Regions from separate parts of the Sus scrofa genome. Here all the other regions are linked to region 1. Evidence: chromatin contacts called from public Hi-C and HiChIP or PLAC-seq data. All regions are on one chromosome and are shown on one strand. The core of a region is the stretch at or near the end of the contact, and the rest is flanking DNA. Distances in the headings are between cores, read along the strand shown. Region 1 holds the start of U2SURP (U2 snRNP-associated SURP motif-containing protein). Region 2 holds the start of C13H3orf58 (deleted in autism protein 1). Region 3 holds the start of GK5 (putative glycerol kinase 5).

Region 1 (3,994 bases), core at 859-3,358:
ATTAGAGGCTAGGATGAAGGTGAGAGTGGAAAGCCCAGAACTGAAAAAATCTGGGCTTGAAAATAAATTTAATAGGACTGGAGGTTGCAAAGCATCACTCCCATTCAATGTAGAGCACGTGTAACTTTCTGATGATTTCCTGTTTGTTTACTCTCTGTTCTTCAAACCCCATCTCCCACATAAAATAGGAGTCCTTCCTAGCCTGCTGATTCCTCAGTGCCTGGCACATGATTTTTAGTCTTTCCATGTGTCAGATCCTGTTCTAAGGGCGTCCCTCACTACTTCCCCAACTTCCCCTCCCTTTCCCCCAACACCATCCAACAGACAATATTCTACTTCTTCAGAGTTGGCTCAAATGCTTCCTTCCCTTTGGTTTTAAACCTCCTCCATCTCCTTACCCCCATCCCTACCTCCAGAATTAATTACTTCTTGAAAAGTTCCCACAGCTGGTGATCCTTCCTTGAAGCATCAGTTGAATTCTCCAGTGTTAGTTTGCTTTTCCTCATTTCTTTCCCCCATTCCTGTTAGTCTTAAATCATATGAAGACACCGTGTTTTTGCCTCTGTAAGCCTTTCAATACTCCATGTAGGCTTTTATATACCAAGCGGGACTCAAAAATACTTTGAATAAATGACTTCAGGAGTTGGTCATGAACCCTTCTTCTTCCTCTAGTGCTCAATCTTTTAAAGCTTAAAATTGGACATCACAGCCCTACTTAATTCTGTTGAAGGCTACTCTTTGCCCTCAGAATAGAATTCTAACTCCCCAAGCACAGTGGTTACCTCAGGGCCCTGTGTGAGCTTGCTTCCATCCACCTCTCCAGCCCTACACCTGGTCTAATACAACGTGACTGCTTACTGTGACTGCACAGTTGGGCTATATTGATTCATGCCATCGGATTTTGTTTCAAGTACTTCCTTTGCCTGGAAAGCTCTTTCCATTTTCTTTGCCTGGTTTGGCTCAGGAATGACCTCCTCAAGCAAGCTTTCCTTCTTTGAATACAGATCCTATTAAAGAAGGAAAGAAAGAAAGAAAAAAGAAAGAAAAGAGCACTGAAGTATGGTTACTCTCCTCTATTTGTGATTAAAAATGAAAGCAATACCAAACTGTAAAATGTAACTCTTTTATCTTGTTTTTTTTTTTTTTTGTTTTAGGGCCACAGGTGTGGCATATGGACATTCCCAGGCTAGAGGCAGAATCTGAGCTACAGCTGCTGGTCTAAGCCACAGTCACAGCAATGCAAGATCTGAGCTGCATCTGCAATCTACACCACAGCTCACCACAAGGATGGATCCTTAACCCACTGAGTGAGGCCAGGGATGAAACCTGCTTCCTCATGGATCCCAGCCAGGTTAGTTACCCCTGAGCCACGATGGGAACTCCTATAAGTCTCTTAAATGACACACAACTGTATATATGTAACTGAATCCACTTTGCTGTACACCCAAAACACAACATTGTAAATCTACTCCGAAATAAAAAAAATTTTAAATAATAACTTATATGAATGCTAGATTTAGACTATCGTCTGCTTATGATTTTTCTCTCATGCATCCTTTCTCTCCACGCACCCATTTTGCAGACGCCTTAAACAGACTATCCAACAACCCCACTGCTGGAATCTCAGCTTGGGTCAAAAGCTGCCCTGCTCTGCTTCTCGGCACCACTGCATTTTAAAGTAACTTGAACAGACCGCAAGTTTGCCTTTCCCCCTAGGGGATGAGAGCCAGAGGTGGCGGGAACACCATCTTTGTCCATGGAGCACCATACCTCAGCCCACTCTCCTGTTGGCTCCAGGTTTACTTGAGTCGAAGTAAAAACTCCTCCCGGCTGACCCATGCATTTCTTCTTTAAGAAGGCTTTCCCTAACTCATCCAGCAAGTGCAACTAGTTCGCGCCTATCAAGGGCTGGCACTGAGAAAAGGGTGCATTCCAACCAGCCCTGAAAGCCTGGACAAGATTCCCTAAATTCTCCGGCGGAGAAAGCAACCCGCCAGGGAGACGCCCACAGATATTCAGCAGAGTGGGCAGGGCTGGAAAAAAAAAAAAAAAAAGAAGACCGACACCGGAAGTCACGTGGCCACTTCCCCTTGAATAGTCGGCAATCGACTATTCAGCCTTGCAGGCGCCTCTGGCGGGCTGTGTTGAGATCCAGTCTTTCGGCGTTCGACTCGCCCGTGCTGCTGCTGCCGCCGCCGAAGGAGGGGCAAAGCTCAAGATGGCGGACAAAACGCCAGGCGGCTCTCAGAAGGCCAGTTCAAAGGTAATTTCTTAAAGGACTTCGTGAGTCATTGAGTCTATCACTGTCGTCTGGAGACTACAGACACTTCTGGCCAGCGGGAGGAGATTGGGGTGGAAGTCCGCGTTCCGGTCGCGACGGTAGGCCGGGGCGCAGACGCACCGTGGTGCGCAGGTTGAGAGGCCTGGTATCTCCCCTCGGTCCCAGCCTGGATTCGGCTCGAGGCTGGCGGGCCCGGGGCAGGTGGCATGAGTAGTTCGCCCCGCGCTTACCACTGGGGTGAAGTCAGGGATTTACACTGAGGTCTGACGCCAGGAAAACGCGCCTCTGTATTTCAGCTTGTTGCGCTCTGAAGCTCCGGGACAGAGTCTAGGAGAGGCGGGAATCACTTCCCGGTACTTAAGGTCTACTTCTCTTTCCTCGGTTCTTTGGGGTTTGGATCTCGTACGCTTCTGGCCTCCTTCAATTTCCCTCACGTCCTGCAGGGAATAAATAATCTCTAGGGCTGCAGATTGTGAGGGGAGGCCCTATAGTGGAGGGACGCGGGGTGGGAAATGCAGAGGCGGGAGCAGTTCTCCTTTGCGGTGCTGCATCACCAAGGTTAATGCTACGCTCTACACGTGGTCTTACCTCCCTTAAGGGGAAGTATGAAATGAACGCTTCTTTGGAGGGCTCATTTTCGAGGACTCGGGGTCCTCATCACCTCCCGAAAGGAGAACTTTCATAAGTTGCTTTTGAGTGTACAGGGAATCGTGTGCAAGTATTGTGAAACCACTGAGCTGTGGGAGTAGTTTAGCTTTAGGTTGTGATTAGCATCTGGCACCAGTTGCCATCTTGGACGGGTCATTTAATCGTTTTTGCTTTGAGTTTCTTTTTCAAAACGATATTAAAAGTAGTAGATAGTGCCCAAAGTAGTTGTTAAGCTTTTCTATGCTGATGTAAGAAATTGTGTAATACACATCTTAAAGAGTGTGTATGAATTGCAAGTCGGTTACTAGGAAGTTAAGTTTACTGTAGACGGGGCTAGTTCTGTGTGTGCAGTTTGTTTTGGGAAATATAACCTATTATATACTTGCTTTCTCAGTTTCTAATCATAATCTTTATGCCATTTGGTGCATGACGTCTATAATTAGTTCGTAATTAGTAATGGATTTACCAGAAATCCTTTAGTTGTGTGGAGGCTATGATAGAAGGCCAGTATTGGCTGCTTTACGTTCTGCGTTTACTCCTTGTTTCTCCTCTCCCCACTTAATTTCCCCTTGATGAGGAGGGGAGTAGTTGGGTACATCACTCTGCCCACTTCCTCAGCAGACTCATCAGAAAAACAGCCCTGTTTACTGTTAGGGAACGATTACCAAAGTTAGCCACATCCATAAAATTCACCGGTAAGCGTCACTATTTTTGTTTCTTCTCAAAATAATACTTTAGTATCTCCTATTTGAGGCCTTGGATACATTGAAAACATTTTAAAGCATATGTTCAGCCTTCTCTAAGAGTATTTGTCAGGGTTGTATATGGCTTTTTTTTTTTTTTTTTTGGTAAGTGTAAATTGTTGAATCTGCCAGGAATCTTTTCAGTTTGTATTGCTTTAGATTATCGTCAATTGATGTGATTAAGAGGTTTCCTACGATGTCTGTAAAATATAGTAGGGCTCAAATGATATGGTTTTTTGCATTAATATGGAGGGTACACGAGGTAGTGGAGAGATTATGGATTTTGATAACAAAGTCGAGATTTGGATTCAAATTCTGACTT
Region 2 (3,994 bases), core at 805-3,304, 930 kb after region 1:
ATTGAATACATCTATAGGACAAATAGAAAAGATGTTAGGAATAAGAAATCTGCAGTTTAGTAGTAACTTGCCTAGTTCACAGTTCAGCAGCAGAAGCAGAGCTGACATCTCCAGACCAATCACACCAAACACTATTTCTATGAAATCCTCATTTGAGATTTTGCTCAGAACTTTACATTGCATGGAATAAACGTACTGAAGGCACGTTAAATCAAATTACTGCCAAGGGTTTGAAAAAGCCCTTAGTTTCAGCATTTTTCTTAAGCAGTCACTTTGTACAGGCTTTGAAGACTAAATCTTCCAATTTGTCGTCAATCTAACATCATATAAAAGTCACTTCTGTGTTGAACACCTTAAATTGTATAAAGGTTTTCTTTTTTCAAAGTTTGAATTCTTATATCACGAAGGTCAAAATACTGACTTCAACAGTACTTCTCAAGAGAATGGCTCTGCCTTTTACAAACAGGTGTTGAGAACAATAGAAGTCAATTTAATAATCCAATATATAGATGTTTCTCATTTAGCTACTCTTGAGTTCATTCATGCAGGCCAGTTCATTGGTCTTCTAAAAGTCATCATTCAATCGCTATCATTAACTCAGTTAAAACTCAGATATTTAATACTGTATCAGGAATCACTTATCCAACAGAAAAACTACTCATTTTAATTATTCCAGCGCAAAAACTAAACAGCATTAAAATTACATGTCCCAGCTACTGTGGAGTCTGGGTCCCCTAAAACTTCTACCAAAACGAGGCGCTGTAGTTCCGCATTTCCGAGCTATTTTTGTAGTCGTGGCGCGAACTTGAGCCAAGGTGCCGGTGTGGAGCACAGGCTGCCCCGGGTCCCCAAGGGTACCGCCACAGCGACGCGGCGTGGCCCGCGGGGCAGGCCCGAGCGTGGGGGGAAGGGCGGGGCGCATAGCCGCACGCCGGAGACCCTCACGGTAGGCAGGCGCGAGGACGCCAACATCCTTGGGGAAGAAGAAAAAAAAAAAAAAAGGCTTCGGCGCCGGGCTGGGAAAGACTAGCCAACCGCTCGTTTCCTCATCTAGGCAGTGTTTGGCACAACTCAAAGTGACACCAGGCCGCGTCAGTTCCCTCTTCAGCCTACTTTCCCCTTTTTATCATGGTGTGTGGCGGACTTCGTTTTCTCCGTGCCCACTCAGGATACTTTAAAATGCCTCCACAGAAGTAGCTGACGCCAAAGGTGAAGCATCTCCCCTCAAACAATCCAGCCACACCTCGCGCCCTTCCACCTCCTCTCTGCAGGCCCGCCCCCAAGCGGAGGCGCGCGGGCCCAAAGACAAGAAATCCCTCCCTGGCCTCGCCTCATCCCGCCCCCAGGCGCGCGCCCCACCCCTATAAGGCGCAGTGAACACGACGCCCCGCCCACTCCGCCTACACCCTGCGGGCGCCTTGCGGGTGCCCTGCGGAGGCGAAGGATTGCACTAGGGTTCCGCAGTTTTTTTTTTTCCGACTTAGAAGACGCTTTCCACAATGACAAAAGACAGCCCCCAACAAAGTCAACGATCATAAAAAAGCAACTATTACTAAAAGTCATTTCTCCACAGGAGCTCGCGAGTTTACCCTGCCTCTAGAAGCTCGAGCCCCGCCCCTCGGAGTGGGCCCCCAAAGCCACCCCCAAGAGCCCGCGATTACGCTTTCCGGGCGGTACGCCACACGCTCGCTCCGCCCCTCCAGCCCCGCCCCCAGCCCCCTCGCCCTCCCTCCGGGGAGTCGGCGCGCAAGAACTGGGGCGTGTGGCGTCAGGGACGCGCGAGCACCTCATCCTTCCCACCTTCCTACACAGTTGCTACTTTTCGATGTTTGACATTCCAGCTTCTCTTCCCCTTCCGTGAGTCCCTGCTTCCCTCTTCTCAGACACCCCGCTCGCTCAGGAGGCGGACGCCGCCGCCGCAGCTCTCGCGCCCCAAGCTAGCTATACGCGTGCGCGCACACGGGCGGACGCGGGCGCGCGGGCGTTGGGTCCCCGCGCTCCCTCCGCCTCCCGCTGCTGTATAACTTGACTGGCTAGGAGGAGGCGCTGCCGGAGTCGGAGGGCGGGGAGCTCGGAGGAGGGAGCTCGAGAGTTGTGGAGACTAGTGACTGGGAGAAGTCGCAGCCTGCTCCGGTCGGTTCCTTCCAGCTCCCCGTCTCTCTTACACACCTACTCCGCTTCCCGCCCCAGCCCGCGCCCTCGCTCCTTCACTCGCCCGGGGGCCCCCTGCCGGTCGCTCCCCGGGTTTCGGCGCGGCGGGGGCGCCCCGGGGGTGCCCTCGCCCTCCGGGTGCGGGGGACGGGCGGCGGGCGGGATGTGGCGCCTGGTGCCCCCGAAGCTGGGCCGCCTGTCCCGCTCGCTGAAGCTGGCGGCGCTGGGCAGCCTGTTGGTGCTGATGGTGCTGCACTCGCCGTCGCTGCTCGCCTCCTGGCAGCGGAACGAACTGGCCGACCGGCGCTTCCTCCAGCTCAATAAGTGCCCGGCGTGCTTCGGTACGAGCTGGTGCCGCCGCTTCCTCAACGGGCAGGTGGTGTTCGAGGCGTGGGGCCGCCTGCGCCTGCTGGACTTCCTTAACGTGAAGAACGTCTACTTCGCGCAGTACGGCGAGCCCCGCGAGGGCGGCCGCCGCCGAGTGGTGCTCAAGCGCCTTGGCTCGCAGCGCGAGCTGGCGCAGCTCGACCAGAGCATCTGCAAGCGGGCCACCGGCCGGCCCCGCTGCGACCTGCTCCAGGCCATGCCCCGCACCGAGTTCGCGCGCCTCAACGGCGACGTGCGGCTGCTCACGCCCGAGGCGGTGGAGGGCTGGTCCGACCTGGTGCACTGCCCCTCGCAGCGTCTGCTCGACCGCCTGGTGCGCCGATACGCCGAGACCAAGGACTCGGGCAGTTTCCTGCTTCGCAACCTCAAGGACTCGGAGCGTATGCAGCTGCTGTTGACCCTGGCCTTCAACCCCGAGCCGCTGGTGCTACAGGTAGGCACGAAACCCCGGAGGGGGGCATCCTGCCCGGAGGGCCACCCAGGTTACGGGAGTCGGGAGCAGCGGCCCCGCCCGCACCGGTCCTCCTGTCAGGACCTGGCCCCCGGGGGGCCAGGCGGCGGGCTTGGGAAAGGAACGGCGCTGGGGACCCCCGGGCGCGGTGCGGGATCGTGGAGGGCGACCCAGCTGGTGGCGAGGCTTGCTCTTGTCACCTAGACGCGGGCGCATCTCGGTTCTGATTGCGGATCTTTCAACGCCAGAGGGAGCGCGTTTGGTCTGGTACGCTCCCAAAATGTCTCTCCGGCGAGTTTCCTTCGGCTCTCCTCCTTGCCTTTCTGCTTTGCTCGCCGGGCTTGCACTTCCTCGGCGCAGTCTGTTTAGGAAGACCTTAGTTCTTAAGTGTTTCTATACCGCTTTGCTTTCCCCTTTAGTACCCCTCGTGACTGGCTTAACTTCGGCCCCAAAGTCTCTTTGTTTTATCCCTTAGCTCATTCACCTGGCGAATCATTTGGGGTGGCAGATTTGGGGACAAACTCGGGAGGATGAGGTTAGAGTATGGAAACTGTGGTCCGGATGGGGCTAATCCCTGAGGCCTGCTTTAGGTGTTAGATTAGAAAGAGAAAAAAAAGTAAGGCGTCGTTGGACTTGGGGCTGCGAGGGTTTAAGGCCAAATCGGGCATTTTCATCCTGATCCTGTGACCTGCTCTGTTCATCTGGTAATTTGACTGCAGGAGGAGACGAAATGTTAGGCCAGGGCTGGAAATGGAGAGACTAGAGTCACCTTTCTCCTGTTTGACTTAGTGGCTCTCTCGTGACTTTATTTTGAAGACAAAGGAGCTTTTTCGGGGAGTAGGTTGGAATCTTTTTACTGGTGGTGACAGCTAAGAGGAAAACACCCCGCCCCCCAAAAAAACCCTGCTTACCTTGGGAAAAGTTACGGAGTTTATACACATTCCCACTCGTCTTTAATGCAGTGTCCTTGGATAGTGGTTGCAACTTTGGTGCTGTGATCTCTTA
Region 3 (3,994 bases), core at 702-3,201, 670 kb before region 1:
GTAAAGGAGCAGTTGTTGTTTGTTTTTGTATTTTTTTTTTCTGATTTCTAATTATTGTGGACCAACAATTTTTAAGGCACAACGGAAACACTTTTCTAGGGAAAAAAAATGACAAAATAAAATCCCAAATATTTTATTATTAAGGTCAACAGACATAAAATTATACTGCCAAGCTGCTACACGAGTTTCTAAATTTTAGTTTCTCTATCTCAACCCCAGCACCCTAGGAACCACACTTTAAGAAGCACTGCTTGTCAATTCCTATCACAGTTTGAGAGGCACTGCTGTCAACTACTTAAGATACAGAGCTTCAGCCCTCAAGGGCAGGGATTTTCTGTATTTTCATTTACTCACATATCCTTCCAGACACCTCCACAGTTCAGCCTGAGCAAACCACTCTAGTCTCCTGCTACTCACAGCAATCTTGATTTACCTTTGAAATCCTTACCTAATTTCTTGAAAGAAAGAAGAAAAAAATAGAATGATTCCCCCAAACTATACAGCAACTATGAAACTTTGTTTTCTTCTAACAAATTTCTTCTAACAGAAATTCTGTATCCAAATACTGATTCCAAATACTCCAACTCCTTAAAAAAGCAAAAAACAAACAAACAAACAAACAAAAAAACTCTGCCTAAACACAAAAGTACTTTGTGTCCAGAATTATAAGGGAGACTTGTGAAAAGTATCACCGTGTTCTGATAAAGACTCAAAAAGATAAGGAGCACATAGTTTCTAAGGACAGAGTCTGCCTTTTGTCTCTCCTTTCAGGTGGGGGTAGGGGTGAGTGGGCAGTACTCACCCTTTCCTGCACAGGTGGACGCAGAAAGGACCAGGGAGCTGCTCTAGTCCCAGCTCCCTGTCCCGGTTCTGACACCAGCATGAGGAAGTCCTCAACACGAGCGCTCAAAGAACTGTTTTGACTGGACCTGCTCCTGGGCAACTGCTAAGGCAGAAAACCGCTTCTAAAGGGGGTGGGAAGAAGGGTGGGAATCCAGCAAAAGGGGAGCTCTGTGCTGCTGGGAATGGGTTAGGTAATAGCTCCTGCTCGCCCTAACACTGCTAATATAAAAAGAAGTTGGTATTGGACAGAAGAGTAAATAACTTCCCGTATCCATGGAAATGAGCTGCTCAGCACTTTGGGAAACAGTTAATAATGGCAAATGAAGAACGGACATAAAGTCAAATCCCATCAAGATCTGAAAATTTTAAATGTAAATAAAGACAGTGTTGGAGGTCTACCAAGGAAGTGCAGGAAAAACCAAGCAAATCACAAAGTACCCTCTGGCTAGATATGCGCAGTCCGCCCTACCCTGCCCAGCCCCGGGAGTCACCGCATTCTCACCCAGGTAAGGCCAGAGGGGCGAATCCCCAGGTGAGAGGAAGCTAGTGAGCGGCCCCGGGTGACAAAGCGGGCCCCTAGGGTCCTCAGCCGGGACAGGAAAGGCGCACGGGTTTCAGTCTGACCCAGGAGGGAATGCGGTGACCTGGCCGATCCCGGCGCCCCGATCAAGACCAAGGGCCGGCGGTGCTGCAGGTGGCGGCCTCCAGGCCGGATGAGGCGGTCCCGCCCTCTCTGCGCCCACGATCGGATCCCGGGCGTCTTGCGCGACGCTGACCCGCAGCCCCGACGCCCGCTCCCCAGTCACCTTCTGCGCGCTGGAACCGCAGATCCGCGCCGCGCGGTCATAGACGTGGCAGCGAATCACCGAGCTGCCCACGTCCAGCCCCAGTACGAAGCCTGCGCGCCGCCCGTCCGGCGCGCTCTGCTCCTGGCGTTCCTGCTCTGCAACGGTGGACAGCTCGGACATCCCGACCCGAACGCCTCTCTACCGCAGCCGCCAGCCGAGCAGGCTAGTTCCAAACACTCGCACCGCAGGAGCGGAGCGCGCCCAACCGGGCCACCGCCCCCGGCCCGCCCCGCCCCCTCCGCGAGCTCCGGGAGCGGCCCCGCCCCTGCCGAGGGCCCCGCCCCGACGCCGTGACGTCACGGCTGCGCAGGGCCCCTTCGCTGGAGCGCGCGCGGGCCGAGTGGCCGCCTGGGGGCGTAGAGGCGAGTGTGTTTTCGGTGGGACTTTGGAGCCCCAGCTCACGCACGTGGCCCAGTTCTCCAAACACCCGCCGCTCTCGGCGTTTCCCGGCCGGTAATTTTCATGATTTCCCTCCTCATGCCGAGCATCATGCAGGAAGTGCCTGCGTTTCTTTTGTTTGTTTTTGCTTTTTATGGCCACTACTGCGGGCATATGGAGGTTCCCAGGCTGTAGGTCAAATGGTAGCTGTAGCTGCCCGCCCAGGCCACAGCAACGCAGGCTCCGGCAGGATCGGAGCCGCGCCTGCGACCTACATCACAGCTCACCGCAAGTCCGGATCCTTAACCCACTGAGTCAGGCCAGGGATTGAACCTCTGTCCTCATGGATGCTAGTCAGATTGGTTAACCACTGAGCCGCTAGGGGAACTTCGCCTGCTATTCTTTTAACTCTTAAAAGGAAATACAAAATTGGGCCAAAGGTATTTATTAATAAACTGTGAGTTTCCCAAGACTTCTCCCCAGAAAACCTGGTCAGATACACACAATACTTCTCAATAAATACTTGCTAAATGAAATAACACTCAACCAGTGAGACCTTTCGCAGCCCTCTGGTCGGAGGAAGGAGCACAGCGCAAGGCATCTGTTTTTACCGTCAAACTCCACCCCAACGATTGCTTTTTCAAGAATCTGAAAGCCCCTTTACCTTTCCTGCCTCAAAAGCATGAGATCTTCCCCTCAGAGGGCAGGAAGGACGCATGTGGTAATTTTGAGTTTCCTTCCGTTTTGATCACCAGCTTTGAATCCAAGGGGATTTTTGAGGGGTGGTCCAGCTCCAAGTCCTTATCTGTGGGGAGTGGGGAGGTGTCAAGACCTGTTCCAGCCACCACTCCACCTCCAGCCCCCCAAAAACCCAGTACCTGAAAATATTCATTACCTTTTTGTAAAATTATGAAAGTAATATGGATATGCGTTTTTTGTGAAAAAGTTCAACAGTGAAGAGTGGTATACTGGAGTTCCTGTTGTAGCGTAGGCGAAATGAATCCGACTAGTAACCATGAGGTTTGGGGTTGGATCCCTGCCTTGGCTCAGTGGGTTAAGGATCCAGCATTTGCCGTGAGCTGTGGTATAGGCCACAGTCACGGCTAGGATCCTGACTTGCTGTGGCTGTGGTGAAGGCCAGCAATTGTAGCTCCGATTCAACCCCTAGCCTGGGAACCTCCATATGCAGCCCTAAAAATAAATGAAATAAAATAATAAAATAAAATAAATAGTGGTATACTGATTAATAAGTAAAGGATATTCCTTTTGAACCAAATTGTTCTTTTGACAAAACTGTCTGTTAACCAACTCCCTTTCAGCGAATTTGACCAAATTGGGTTCTTTTGTTATGTTACTTGAAGCTTGGAGCAAGTACCTGAAAGAGTATGGGGTGGGAGTGGAGGGTTGTTTGGTTTGGGTTTTGAGCTTTGCACTCTGTCTCTGTCCATTTGTCCCATTTGGCCCCAGGACTGTTCACCAGTGGTGACTGTTTGGCTGAGTCATATGTACTCTGTATTATGTTAATACCCTGTATCATAATTTGAAATGAATGACTAATGGGTCATCTACAGGCCAGAGTTCTCCAGAGAAAGAGAACCAATGGGATAGAGATTGAGAAAAAGATTGAGATTTATTTTAAGAAACTGCCTCACATGCTTATGAAGGTTGTCAAGAGGTAGGGCAGGCTGGAAGTCTAGAAATTCAGAGCTGATGTTACAGTCTTGAGTCTAATCTCCGCAGGGCAGTGGGCTGGAAACTCAGGCAGGGTTCCTATATTGCAATCTTAAGGAGAATTCTTCTTTGCAAAACCTCAATCTTTGCCCTTAAGGCCTTTAACTGATTGGATGAGGCCCATTAACATCATGAAATGTCGTTTGCTTTACTCAAGGTCTCGATTTAAAATCACAGAGTTCCCTGGTGACTCA

Evidence for each region. A called contact is a pair of places that touch in the nucleus more often than the background predicts. HiChIP or PLAC-seq counts read pairs in DNA pulled down with a chosen protein or histone mark.
Region 2: a Hi-C map of heart right ventricle shows a contact between it and region 1, with 4 times the contacts expected there. The contact joins the promoter of C13H3orf58 here to the promoter of U2SURP in region 1. A contact is called at or near these places in 1 of 47 Hi-C or Micro-C datasets (heart right ventricle) and 1 of 2 datasets of contacts at active chromatin or transcription factors (alveolar macrophages).
Region 3: an H3K27ac HiChIP or PLAC-seq map of alveolar macrophages shows a contact between it and region 1. The contact joins the promoter of GK5 here to the promoter of U2SURP in region 1. A contact is called at or near these places in 1 of 5 promoter capture datasets (liver) and 1 of 2 datasets of contacts at active chromatin or transcription factors (alveolar macrophages).

Annotation. Positions count from the first base shown.
Region 1 is chr13:83,702,393-83,706,386 of Sscrofa11.1, forward strand. It overlaps U2SURP (U2 snRNP-associated SURP motif-containing protein), which reads left to right and starts at 2,109. Exons shown (of 28, transcript XM_013982108.2): 1 at 2,109-2,263. The coding sequence starts at 2,219.
Region 2 is chr13:84,632,662-84,636,655 of Sscrofa11.1, forward strand. It overlaps C13H3orf58 (deleted in autism protein 1), which reads left to right and starts at 2,055. Exons shown (of 3, transcript XM_013982111.2): 1 at 2,055-2,971. The coding sequence starts at 2,315. SLC9A9 (sodium/hydrogen exchanger 9) reads right to left here. Exons shown (of 19, transcript XM_021071131.1): 1 at 3,901-3,994.
Region 3 is chr13:83,033,638-83,037,631 of Sscrofa11.1, forward strand. GK5 (putative glycerol kinase 5) reads right to left here and starts at 1,952. Exons shown (of 16, transcript XM_003483257.4): 1 at 1,650-1,952. The coding sequence starts at 1,811.